Regions from separate parts of the Mus musculus genome. Here region 2 is linked to region 1. The links are chromatin contacts, called in public Hi-C maps. All regions are on one chromosome and are shown on one strand. Each heading gives the region's core, a stretch centred on a gene start, on an enhancer-like site or on the middle of the called end of the contact. The rest is flanking DNA. Distances are from core to core; before and after follow the strand shown.

The links. Hi-C and Micro-C count contacts between places; a contact is called where the count stands out from the background.
Region 2: a Hi-C map of B cells shows a contact between it and region 1, with 5 read pairs. The contact joins the promoter of Slc35e2 here to the promoter of Fbxo44 in region 1.

What each region holds. Positions count from the first base shown.
Region 1 is chr4:148,157,813-148,164,251 of GRCm38.p6, reverse strand. Fbxo44 (F-box protein 44) reads left to right here and starts at 4,158. Exons shown (of 6, transcript NM_173401.5): 1 at 4,158-4,509; 2 at 5,429-5,715. The coding sequence starts at 5,451. Fbxo2 (F-box protein 2) reads right to left here and starts at 3,584. Exons shown (of 6, transcript NM_176848.1): 1 at 3,541-3,584; 2 at 1-177. The coding sequence starts at 3,562.
Region 2 is chr4:155,598,106-155,604,544 of GRCm38.p6, reverse strand. Slc35e2 (solute carrier family 35, member E2) reads right to left here and starts at 3,129. Exons shown (of 9, transcript NM_177186.4): 1 at 2,807-3,129.

The sequences.
Region 1 (6,439 bases), core at 2,909-5,408:
GCAGCTCGGCCAGCACGCGCAGCAGCAGTGGCTCCGGCAGCTCGGCCAGGTACTCCACGGCCTCCGCCTCTTCCTCCTCCTCCGCCTCCCGGAGCTGCTCCTCCTCCGCACTCGCCTCGGCGCCCGCCTCCTCTGGCTGCTCCTCTGGGCTCGCTTCTTCGGGGTGGCTCACACTCTCTGCGGACCGGGAGAGTAAGGGAAAGCTGTGACTCCCAAACTGTGCCACTCCACGTCCCACTTTGAGTAAACCACGGCAGGGGGCCAGAGGTTCTTAACCCGGACTTGCTGGCACTCGAGGCAGAAACAAGCACATCTCTGTGGGTGTGAGGGCAACGTGAGGGATACTGTCTCTCTCTCTCTCTCTCTCTCTCTCTCTCTCTCTCTCTCTCTCTCTCTCTCTCTCTCTCTCTCTCTCTCACACACACACACACACACACACACACACACACACACACACACACAAGTTCTGTAGTCCTAAACTGTGTTCAGGGAGGAAGCCCACCCAAGGATACAGAGCCACAAATACTCCTGCTAAGCCAGAATTGTTTCAACTGTTGCTTCCCCCTGCAGGGCTAGTAGACACTCACAGGAATACGGGATTAATGATGGGTTAGTTCTCCTAAGGACCCTCCCAGACCTCTGGGTCCCTCGCTGCCTCTGGGAAGCCTTCCTGGATCTACCTTTAGCATACCCTCTCACTGCACGAGGGTCACAGGCATTCAAGGGCACCTGAGCCTCCGTACTTGCTCTGGTTGTTTGATAGCAACCTTTGTGTACAATGGACTGACCTCAAGGATGTGGCCTGGGAGACACCACTTTTGTCCCTTGTAGAGTCAGGAGCTACTGAATTTTATCAGCGCTTATGAGCAAGGTACTGCTCTGAGCCTTGGAATTACTCCCTCAATCCTCAACCCATCTCCTTCAGGCTGGGCCCAAGTCTGCTTCACGAAGGGACAGAAAAGTGACAAGGTCCAGAATCACACACCGTATAAGCAGTTGGGAGCCTGTGTTTGAATCTGTTCAGTCCAACACAGAAGCCAGCTTTAACAGGCACCAAAAGAATTGGTTGAGGACTGGAGAGATGGCTCAGTGGTTAAGAGCACTGGCTGCTCTTCCAGAGGTCCTGAGTTCAATTTCCAGCAACCACATGATGGCTCACAATCATCTGTAATAGGATCTGATGCCCTCTTCTGGTGTGTCTGAAAACAGCGACAGTGTACTCATATACATAAAATAAATATTTTTTAAAAAACTGGCTGAGCCGGGCGTGGTGGCGCACGCCTTTAATCCCAGCACTCGGGAAGCAGAGGCAGGCGGATTTCTGAGTTCGAGGCCAGCCTGGTCTACAGAGTGAGTTCCAGGACAGCCAGGGCTACACAGAGAAACCCTGTCTCGAAAAAACAAAAAGCAAAAAACAAAAACCTGGCTGAATTGACAATCTGGCCTTGGTTTGGATACTGTGGATGCTCAGCTGTGAATATGAAGTGACTTAGTGTAGGTCCCACTGGCAGTGTTAGGGAAAGGGACACTCAAGGGCTCTGGGTGAGGAAAATGAGCTCGAGATCCAGCTAGCCCCAGCCAGCCAATGGGAAAGGGAAACAGACAAAGAGAGATGCTAGGTGACTTGGGAAGAGTCTTCCTCCCCTCTTTTCCCATCCCTCACCCTCAGTCTCCTCATCTGTGAAATGGAGTCATCCTTGTGTCAGACTGTCAGATTTATACTGAAATTCATCCCCTTCCCACAAAGGAGCAAAGCAATGGGGACATCCACTCTTGCTAAGCCAGTGGGGACGCCTGACTCCACAGTGAAGACTGGGAGACAGGACAAAAAGCACTGCCTCCCAGGCTGGGTTCTCCAGGTCAGCCCACTGAATACCCAGGCTGCTGTGGGCAGCTGTGTATCTCTTGGATCTCAGCGCGCCTCATCTGGGCCACCGAAGAAGAAACCTTGAGTAAGCAGACACTGAGTGGGCAGTATCTCTAAAGGAGAGAGGGCCAGTGGGGAGGGGACCCAGCCACCCTGTGTAATGGAGGCCATCTCTCTCAGAGTCCCTGAAGACTGGTCTGACCCCAAGAAGCCAAGGAAATAAGGGAGCAGGCCTGGGGCAGGGGAGGGACAGGTGGCCCGTTCCCTAAACCTCTTCTAAGGGGATGCAGTCAATAGCATCTACACTGTCAGACACTGGAAAGCTGACTCGGGATTTCCCCTCTCTTTAGAGCACACAGTGAGTCCTCCATCAGCCATGGTGAATTGTATACACACACACACACACACACACAGAGAGACAGACAGACAGACAGACAGACAGACAGACAGACAGACAGACAGCGTACTTTCCCCACATTTCTGATGTGTTTTGGTCACATTTTCATATGTAGGGGTTTACTCCTTCATTGGCAATGAGAAAACGGGTGCAGAGGGTCCTAGCATTTCTTCCAGGTTCCACCACAGGACATCATCAAGCAGAAGGAAAAACAATTGTCTGTCCTGCTTCCAACAGCTCTGGAGAGCTGGGCCCAACGTCCTCACCTCTCTACCATCACCCAGCCCTGCCCTGGCCCCAGCAGATACCTGATGCTCCCCGGAAAGGTGCACCTCACCCAGTCCTCTCTCCTGGCCCCTAGGCCTGGCATTGAGGCCCCAGATCGGATTACAGCCCCCCCCACCTGCTCCCTTGCACACAACTTGCCACATTGTTGCTGTAGGAAAGTTATCTAGCCATGGATGCTGACCCCAAGCTGACTCACTCACCTGGATTGGGCCCCTGAGCCCAGGGACTTCCTGGGAGCAGGAAGAAAACGGTAGCCTATTCTGGGGCCCTGTGGATGATGTTGAAGCCAGGCACCGACTGAGAGTGAGGACTTGGGAGTAGGAGGGAAGACTGGCCACCTCTGTTCCCTCACCTCCTCCCCTAAAGAGTGAACACTCCGAGCTGAGCATAGTTAGTGAGGAAGGGATAAGAGTCAAGGCAGGCAGGTCTGACTCAGCAAGCAGCCCCCTACAGGCCCAGCAGGGAGCCGGAGGGCAGAAGGGGTGGGGTCTTTGGTGCCAGAAAAGATGACTGGGCAATCCTTGAGGACCCAGAGCTTCTGCCAAAAGCAGCCTTCCTCACCCCTAGCCTGGTTCCCACGGAACAGCCCCGCTACTCCAATACAAGACGGCCCCTCCAGAGAAGGGAGTCCCTCAGGAAGCTAGGATGGAGGCAGGATAAAGTTTGTAAACCCTAGGACCCCGCGGGGACTCCGGAGGCTCAAGAGGCAGGGAGGGCAGCGCTAGCAAATGGAAGAAGTTCATGGAAGCAAAAGCTTGCAAGAACCCGGCTCTCAAACCCCAGGAAGTCTGGAGCCTGAGATGCCAGAGTCCTCCGATGCCATTTTGGAGACCCAGGCGTCCTCCTCCCTCCACACCACGACACCAGGCAGAAACCTGCTCCCTAGACTATCTCTAGGGTTTTCCTGGCGCGAAAGTTTGAGCGCCTTCTGCGGCGCTGGTCCGCCCTGTCTCCCGAGTCTGTATCTAGCGGGGCCAGCAGCGGATACCTGGATCACCATCTCCATCCATCGCTGCGGTGCTGTCAAGAGAGAAGAGCCTGAGCGCTGCGGGTGGCGAGTCCTGGAGCTGCCCGCGTCAGCCGGGCCCGCGCCGCCGCGCCTCTTAAAGGCCCCGTGCGCCCCGCCTCTGGCCCCCGGCTAAGGGCTGGGAGTCCTGTACCCCCCCACCCCCACCCCCCGCCCCGTAACCCAAGGTGCGGCTTCCGGGAGGAGCCTGGGACTGGAGAGGGGCAGGGACAGCTACAGAATGGGTGGGCTTCTAGTGTGCCTGGAGGATGACTGCAGGAGGACATATGGAGTCGGACTACTGGGGAGTAGAGGGTGCTGGCGCCGAGCCCAGTGGAGTTGGGGGTATCGGAGCTTTCCTCCTCCCCAACCCCCCAGGTAATTTTCCTACGCTGTGATGGGGGCGAATCCGGGGAGTGCGCGGGTGAGGCGGGGCCTGAAGGAATGGTGGGCGGGGCCTTGAGGGCAGTGGGCGGGGCCGCATCGTGAACCAACTCTGGCAGAAAGGCGCAGTTCCAGTACCCAGCGTTGTGGGGCAGCCGGACTAAAAGCTGGTGACGGAGAAAATGGGGTGGGGCGTGGGGCGTGGTCTGACAAACAGTGGGCGGGTCGCACCCCGGGCCTCCATTGGTCCGTAAGGCTCATCCCCAGGATCCAAGGGTATGGCGCAGCGCGACCAAAAGTAGTTGACAAGGAGAATGGGGAGGGAGAGGGGCCAGTGTTGTGGGATGGGGATGGGGCGGGGTCTGATGAGTAGTAGGCGGGGCTGTGTCTTGGGTGCTGTTCTCCAACGTAACCCGGCTAAGAGCAGGTGACAGAAGGAGGGGAGCAGTGAGCGCCCCAGCAAGGAGACGTTTGGCGGGCAGTAGGCAGGTCTGCCTTCCGGGCCACGCAGGCTCGGGCTGTACAGCCCCACGGCCTGGCAGGATCGCTCAGCGCGACGGATCGCAGGTGACTGCGGGAGGGGGAGCGCCCAGTTCGGGGACTGAGGCACAGTGGGCAGAGACCTAGAGGGGAGGGGGGGGGCGCGCGCGCTCTGCGATCATGAGGGCCTAGCGCCTTTAAGGCCCAGGCCTCAGGCTTTCTCCCCTCCCCTCCCCCCACTGTACTGTGAGGCTTCGAAGAACTGGGCTATGGACGCCATCGGTGCTCAGAGATCTGAATCTGGTCTTGAGCAAGGTAGCCCGTTTTAGAGCCAAGCATAAATGGGAGACTGCAGGGGGCCGGGGCGGGTGGGGGGGGTGCGGGAGGGAGATAGGAAGGCTCTTTTCCACTCGTACATCTTTCCTCAGGCTCAGGTAAACGGGTCATATTCTCTGAGATCTTAAGAACGTCACTGAGCCCTTTGTACTCCGTGACCGGTCCTGAGGGCCAGTGATAACCCCCGATCATCATCTCTGTCCCTTTCCCCGTGTGGGGGATGGGGAGGAAATGAAGAGTGGCAAGCTGGAGGGCTCACAAGGCCTCCCATTGTTACCCTCCTCTTAAAAGACTGCTGGCCTATTGAAAATGGCTGGCTCTACCTTCAGTGAGAGCCGGAGCTGCCTCCCCTCCTCTCCTGTTTGTGTGACCTTGGGAAGGTCCCTGGGCGTCCTTAGAGGCTGTTCTTAGGTGCCCGGGTTGGGGGAAATCAGATCTCATGGTTTATTAAGCAACTCCCCGGCCCATGCACCTTGAGCTTCTAGTGACCCAGGAGGGAACTACCATGCCCCAGCCCCTCGTCCCGTTTACTGTGGAAACAGAAGGTCAGAACAGCACAGCAACTCTGTGGCCCCCCGCAGAGTTGGGAATCTCTCTATCCCTGGGTGCTGGGATTGCCACTCGCCAGGGAGAAGGCTCGGTGTATAGCACGGCTCTCCAATACCCACAGGAGCTGGCTAGGAGACGCCACCATGGCAGTAGGCAACATCAACGAGCTGCCAGAGAACATCCTGCTGGAACTGTTCATCCACATCCCAGCTCGCCAACTGCTGCTGCGCTGCCGACCGGTCTGCAGCCTCTGGCGAGACCTCATTGACCTGGTTACACTCTGGAAGCGCAAGTGCCTTCAAGAGGGCTTCATCACCGAGGACTGGGACCAGCCTGTGGCTGACTGGAAGATCTTCTACTTCCTGCGCAGCCTCCAGAGGAACCTCCTTCACAACCCTTGTGCTGAAGGTGGGTGCGGAGAGTATGCCTCAACAGGACCCATGCTCTATTAGATGACCACAGTATGCGTCCTAAACACTGGCTGTGAGCCCTTTAGCTATATTACGGCCTTTATTCCTCTCAAAATAATTCTTAGATGCAGGGACTAGTGACGCACCCACTTTTCAAATAGGTACACTGAGGTCAAGGTACACACACACTACACAAGAAGATAGGGAGTTGAAGGCCATCTGTTACAGGCTAGTCTGGGCTACATGAGGTTCTGACTCAAAGCAAACCAGTTACCCTTAGTTGGTAATGGTGCTGATACCTGTAATCCTACCACTCAGGAGACTGGTGCATGAGGATCATGAATCTGAGGCTAGCTTCTCCTAAAATCTTTCCTAGGAAAAGAAATGAGGCCTCACAGACCCCAGGTTAAACCTACAGACTGTTCCAGAAGGGGCCTTGCCAATGGATGAAGGAGCAATGAAGTCTCCCTCGCATTCTGGTTCAAGAACAGATTATCTTCTGGTCATCTGGATGCCCTAAAGCCCAGGCTGTGCTGTAGCCTGAGAATAAGCTACAATATAGGAAGGACCATGTCTCCTGTCACATGGTCAAACATCAAGAAAAGTGGTGAGGGTGTTAGTCTAGGCAGCCCAGACCCACCCCTCACTGCCTGCCCGCCCCACCCTACCCCCACCCCCGCCCCACCCCCGCCCCACCCCTACCCCACCCCCACCCCCAGCCA
Region 2 (6,439 bases), core at 1,880-4,379, 7.4 Mb before region 1:
TTTCTGAGTTCGAGGCCAGCCTGGTCTACAAAATGAGTTCCAGGACAGCCAGAGCTACACAGAGAAACCCTGTCTCGAAAAACCAACCAACCAACCAACCAAACAAACAAACAAAAAAAGAACTTGTAGGTTATTTAACCCACATTGGCCTGAAGCTGGTTACAGCTGCTGACCCTGAACTTGTGGTGTAGAACAGCCACTCTACCGTAAAGGTATTAAGTCACCGTGCCCCTCTCAAATTATAAACTACATTCAGAAGAACAGATGAAAAACTAACTCATAACTTCCTTTCCACTGGCTTACTAAGACTCACTTGCTGGTCGGGAACTGGTGGCGCACACCTTTAATCCCAGTACTTGAGAGGCAAAGGCAGGAGGATCTCTGAGTTGGAGGACAGCCTGGTCAATAGAGCAAGTTCCAGGACAGCCAGGGTTACACAGAGAAACCTTGTCTCAAAACAACAACAAAACGACTCCCTTGCTGGCAGTGCCTGTCTCATGAGTTTCTGCTGTAGGCTCTGTCATAAATGTAGATACAGAGCTGAAAGAAAACAAGCCACACTCTGCCCTAGACCCACAGCAAAGACATGACATCAAAGCTACCAAACCAACAGCTGCTTGTCTCACCCAAATGCTGGTGAGACCTCCACTCCCCTTTTTTGAGACAGGATCTTAAAGAGTAACCCAGAGCTGGGCGTGGTGGCGCTCGCCTTTAATCCCAGCACTCGGGAGGCAGAGGCAGGCGGATTTCTGAGTTCGAGGCCAGCCTGGTCTACAAAGTGAGCTCCAGGACAACCAGGGCTACACAGAGAAACCCTGTCTTGAAAAACCAAAAAAAAAAGAGTAACCCAGGCTGGCCTTGAATGTGTCAGCTCTTCTGAATCAGCCTCCAGAATGCTGGAATCACAGGCACACACCACGAATCCTGGCTCACGATGTCATTTTTATCCCATTCAGCATTATATCTTTCCATATTCTAGTTCCATGGACCCCAGGTTAAGAATGTCTGGGCTGCTTGCTTTGGGGGGGAGGGGTGAACCAGCCCTTGCTGGGGGTGGGGGGCGCGGGTCTAGGCTGGTGCAATGGCTCAGGGAGTAAAGAGACTTTCTCACATTCCACATCCACATATGTGCCATGACATAAATAATGGGGTCACTCAAACTTTTAGTGGAGGACAGACCACTGGTAGAGGGCTAGCCTAGCAAAGCCCTAGATTCAATCCCCAATAGAAAATGGAGGGACAGGAAGGGGGAGAATAGGGTTAGATATAAGGAAATGTTTGTTCTGAAACAGAGGACTGAGGTACTCAAATACTTGGCCAAGACATCTGGACTGGTTAGTGGTTATTTAATGAAAACAATACATCAAGTCTCCAAGTACCATGCATGTCTAAAAGTTTATCTAAGGGAAATAATAACTCAGAAAAGGGCCTGCATGGGCTCACAATCTGCCCCCCATCCTGCTTCTAACAGTGACACTTCACTCAGTAGTGAAGAATTTGTACGGAAGGGACAGTCACTCACTCCTGACTAAAGTAGCACATTGCACCCTGTGGCTTTATGATAGTGTTTATCACTTCTGAAGAATGGATCTTTTCAGGATCACTGGTGTGGTGTGCTCAGATTAAGACATAAACAGTTGGGGACATCCACATTACCAGCCACAGGATCTCCATCTTGTGGACAGGTCCTTCATGTTGTTCTGTCTCTCCATCTTCTGCACTGGAAATGAATCACTTTAATATAAAAGCCTTCCTATCTCTTCACTTAATGGGCCTTCTTTTGCTATTTAAAATTCTCTCGGTGTGCTTTCAAATGTGCTCTGCAACCAGGGATACTTGTAGTACAGTCCCATAATTGCGGTACTGAGAGGATGAGGCAGGAGGGTCACAAGTTTAAGGCCAGACTGGGCTACCCTGTAAAGATCCTGTCTTAAAAGAAAAAAGAAAAAGAAAAAAAAGCACAAAAAATTATTTTCCAGTTTTTTTTAATAGAGTACATTCATCCCATGAGCGGGCGACTAGACAAACACTGAACAAGGGCCCCCCCACCCCCACCCCCAGTCTGCAGTTTTACTTTTTGTTTTATTTTGCATTTCAAGGGTTCAAAACATCAATGCTGCAAAGAGCCTGTTTCATGCCTGAAAAGTACCGGTTGGAGAAAAACCGCTGGCAGGCTAAAATAAAGTTGAGGCTTGGGACCTGGCTGAGTCGCCCATTCCACGGCACAAAATAAGACGTTTGGGGAGGCAAAATCAGTACACGCCGACAGATGACAGGGTGCCTGCACCTGTCATTGGGTATCGCTTCCTTTCCGGCGCCTGCTGCAGTCACAGCCCGCCCGCGATCCCCCCGCCCCGGTGCCCATCACTGTCCCCACCCTACCTGTGCGTCCAGCCCGGCGAAGCCCGCCACCTGCGCGCCCGGTGCCAACCCGGGCTGACTCCAGGACGGGATGCCCCCGGCCCCCGATGGGGTTCAGTTCTGGGGCTGCCACTGGAGTTTATGCAGAGCCTCAGCCCACGCCCACGGAAGATGCAGCCCGCGCCCGCCTCGGGGCCGAGCAGCTTTAGGCAGAGCGGTCCAGAGTCAAGGGCGAGAGCCGCGAGCCCTCCCACAGCCCTCCTAAGGGTTTAGATTTGGGACACACACACGGGTGGGCGGGGAGAGAGCCGGACGTGACGCACCGGAAGCTGTTACGGGGGGGGGGGGAAGGACACACTCCACACAGGCACACAATGGCACCTTCCAGAACGTTCCACCGCGGCCCACCACGGGGAGCCAGGACACCCTCACGGCGCGTTCGCACCTTCCGTAGCGGCCCACCGCAAACCACGGGGCGGGCGACGATGCGGGGCCACAGCACCGCCTTGCGGCCTCCTGTGGGCGCCTCCGGAGCGTCCCACCTCTGCGGGGTCCGCCATGCTGGGCCAGCGTGCAGGTGTCGCTCCTCTGGCCTGTGGTACATTCCGGAACGTTCCACCGAGACCAAGGTGAAGGAGCCAATCCTCTGAGGCCGCGAAGGTGCCGCCCTCTAGGTCAGACCCAGGGGCTTGATTTCAAGGATCCTAAAATCTGACCAGAAAGTCACAAGACGAGAAGCGCTCAGTGGCGAACGTGCGAGGAACCCCCGTGCTCTCCGAGTCTTGGACGCTGCCGGGATGGGGGCGGGGTCAGCACCATGGGGGCGGGGCCAGCAGCATAGCGACGGGGCGCTCATTGGTCGAGCCTCAGAGGCCCCGCCTTCCTGCAGGACGCTTGCTCTGTCGCCTGATCTCCCCAAGTAGCCGCCGGCTGTGAGATGCTTCCTGGCCCCTTTTATCCCTGAAGGTCATTTTGTGGAGAGGTTTGAGGTTGTGCCTTGCCTCAGCTCTGCTTTTGGTGAAACCTTCCTTTGTTTTTTTCTTGGTTGTTTGAAAACTAGTAAGGTTTCTCCTTCAGATCTCGCACAGTGAGTTGGAGCTTCTTAAACCTTTTCCACTAGAAAACCCTTTCCATATGCAAATCAAACGTTTACTGATAATCAACCTTAAGTCTATCTTAAAACAATTCTTTGCCCGGTGCCGGAGACCAGCCTGGTCCACTTAGTGAGTTCCTGGACAACCAGGTCTATGTAGAGAGACCCTGTCTCAGCAAACAAAAAACAAGTCTTTAGAACACAATGGCACAGTGCAGTTTTACCACTTAAAAGCAAAGGCAAACTGGCTTACGAATGAGAAGATGTGCTTTTTAAATTTTCGCACAGATCATTAAATCTTGACTGAATATCCCATACCACTGGACATAGAGTATCTTCAGCATTTTTCAGAGTTGATGTTTTGATTTTATCAAAACCAAAGTGTGTTTGATTTTGTTGAATTGACGTATGTTTTAGAACCGTATCAGTTGGAAATTCTGTCCTAACCACAAGCCAAGTTTTAACGATTTTTAAAAATGAAACTCAACTCAGAAACTTACGCAAGAATTTTGTTGTTGTTGGGTTCTTTCCTTTGTTTGTTTTTGTCTTTTAAGATAGTGTCTCACTGAGCCGGCATGGTGGCACACACCTTTAATCCCAGCACTCAGGAGGCAGAGGCAGGGGAATTTCTGAGTTCGAGGCCAGCCTGGTCTACAAAGTGAGTTCTAGGACAGCCAGAGCTACACAGAGAAACCCTGTCTCGAAAAAAAAAAAAAAAAAAAAAAAGATAGTGTCTCACTATGTACCCCTGTCTGGCCTGGAACTCACTGTGTACATCAGGCTAGTCTTGAACTCACAGAAATAGACATCTCTGCCTCTCACACTCTGGAATTATGCGCACCTATGTAAGCATTTTTTAATTGAGTTGTTTTATTTGGTCATTGTTGTTTTGTATTTGTTTTGTTTTGAGACAGGGCTGGTGTATCCCTGGCTGGCTTCGGATTTGATGTACAGCCAGGGCTGACCCTGACCTTGCTCTTACCCCACAGTGCTCAGATGACAAGCATGTGTTACTATGCCTGGTTCAACTAGTAATTTTTTTAAATTTAATTATTTATTATGTGTAAGTACACTGTAGCTGTCTTCAGACACCCCAGAAGAGGGCATCAGATCTCATTTTGGATGGGTGTGAACTACCATGTGGTTGCTGGGATTTGAACTCGGTACCTTCAGAATAGCAGTCAGTGCTCTTAACCACTGAGTCATCTCTCCAGCCCTCAACTAGTAATTTTTAAAGTGATCCTGACAATACAATCCTAAAACCTACTAATAAGCAGTAGGAAAATATCAAGAGTCCTTGCTTTCTATAATTAAAACATTGTGCTTCTAAAAGCAAAAAAACATATGTACGCTAGGAAACACTGCTGCTCATAAATTGGTGTTCTCTTATGGGAGCTGAGGTGTTCTTGCAGCAATGATTGGTTGGTGTTATTTGGTATGACTTCATGCACAATGTAAAGTGTGCCAGTTTCTGTAAAAAAAAAAAAAAAAAAGGATTCAGGGAGCTTGTACAATAAAAACATAGGTGAGCTCTCCGTTCATTACACATTTGATTTTGAATTAATTAATTTTAGCCATGCCTGTGGATAAACCTCTTACTGTTGTTAGACAGTAAAATCTTAGTCATTTGAGTCTACCAATGAAGACTCAGGAACCAGATGCCTGCCGGCTCAGAATCAGAGAAAGCACCCAGTTGCCTTCTGCCTCAAGGCTGTTTCCCACCAACAATACCCCTCTCTCAATAAACCTTCTTCAAACTGAATGTCCCTCCTTCTACTTCCTGTGTGACTCTTCCTGTGTGACAGATTTTACAGAGTTTTTTTACCTTTTAATTTTACTCTTTCACTTAATTACTTTACATCCTGAAAACTTTGTAGAGTTTTAATCTTAGCCAATACGCTTACAAATCTTGATTATGGACATTTTACACAATAGTTTTACAAATCTTGAGGTAAGCTTTATACCTTAGCAAAAGTTGTGAGCCATAATGTAGTTGGGGGGGGATTGAACTCAGGACCTATGGAAGAGCAACCAGTGCTCTTAACTGCTGAGGCATCTCTCTAGCACCCCAGGACCAGCTTTTAATTGTCACTGGACAGCACAAAACAACAGTTTAATGCCACTCATACCTAAAGACACCTGGATCCCTGTAGAACTGAATCCATTAAGCTAAGAACAAAGAACGCCTGTAGAAAAGAAACTTCTGAGTCCTGGCTATAGACTAAGATGCTGCAGGAAGGAGCTGAGAGACACACCAGCTAGCCAGGAGCCGGGGCGGGGCGGGGCGGGGCGGGGCGGAGCCGGGGCGGGGCGGAGCCGGGGCGGGGCGGAGCCGGGGCGGGGCGGGGCATGCTTCAGTTTCCCTGCTCCTTTTGCTTTCTCTCCCTATGGTCAAGCTCTGGGCTCCCACGTGTAACAAACACAGATCCATCAATGGCGACTTAAAAGACAGAACGTTTGTAGCATTTGTGTGTGTGCTGGGGAGACAAAAACAAACAGGGCTCGGAGCTGAAAAAAGAGAAATAGGGACTACCTTTCCATTTTCCTGATGGCTCACAGTACTTGTAAAAGTGCCGAATAGTATTAGAATCTAGGGTGCCCTTGAGTGGCCCTTTGGATCGATTAGATATTGAGGGAGGGCCCTTCCGATTGGGTGTCAGGTGGAGAGGCTAGAGGTCTTCTAAAAGGAAGAATGAGGGGATGGAAGACACTGTTCCCATGGATGAGTCCAGGGCATCCTGAGGACTCAGGGAGGACCAGGGGAAGACCCAAGCCATTCCTGGATCACTGCACTCAATGGGGGATTGGCCTGGCTAAGCTGGAAGAGAGACTTGGTACCAGGGCTATTTTTTTGCAGGCTGGAAGGTAAGGTCAGAAACGGAGCTTGAGGGATGTCCTCATCCCCAGGAAAGTATTGGAGTCACAGAAGCCAAGCTGTCCCACAGGAGCTGTGAGAACACGGGCTGCTCTGAAGGGAAGGTGGGT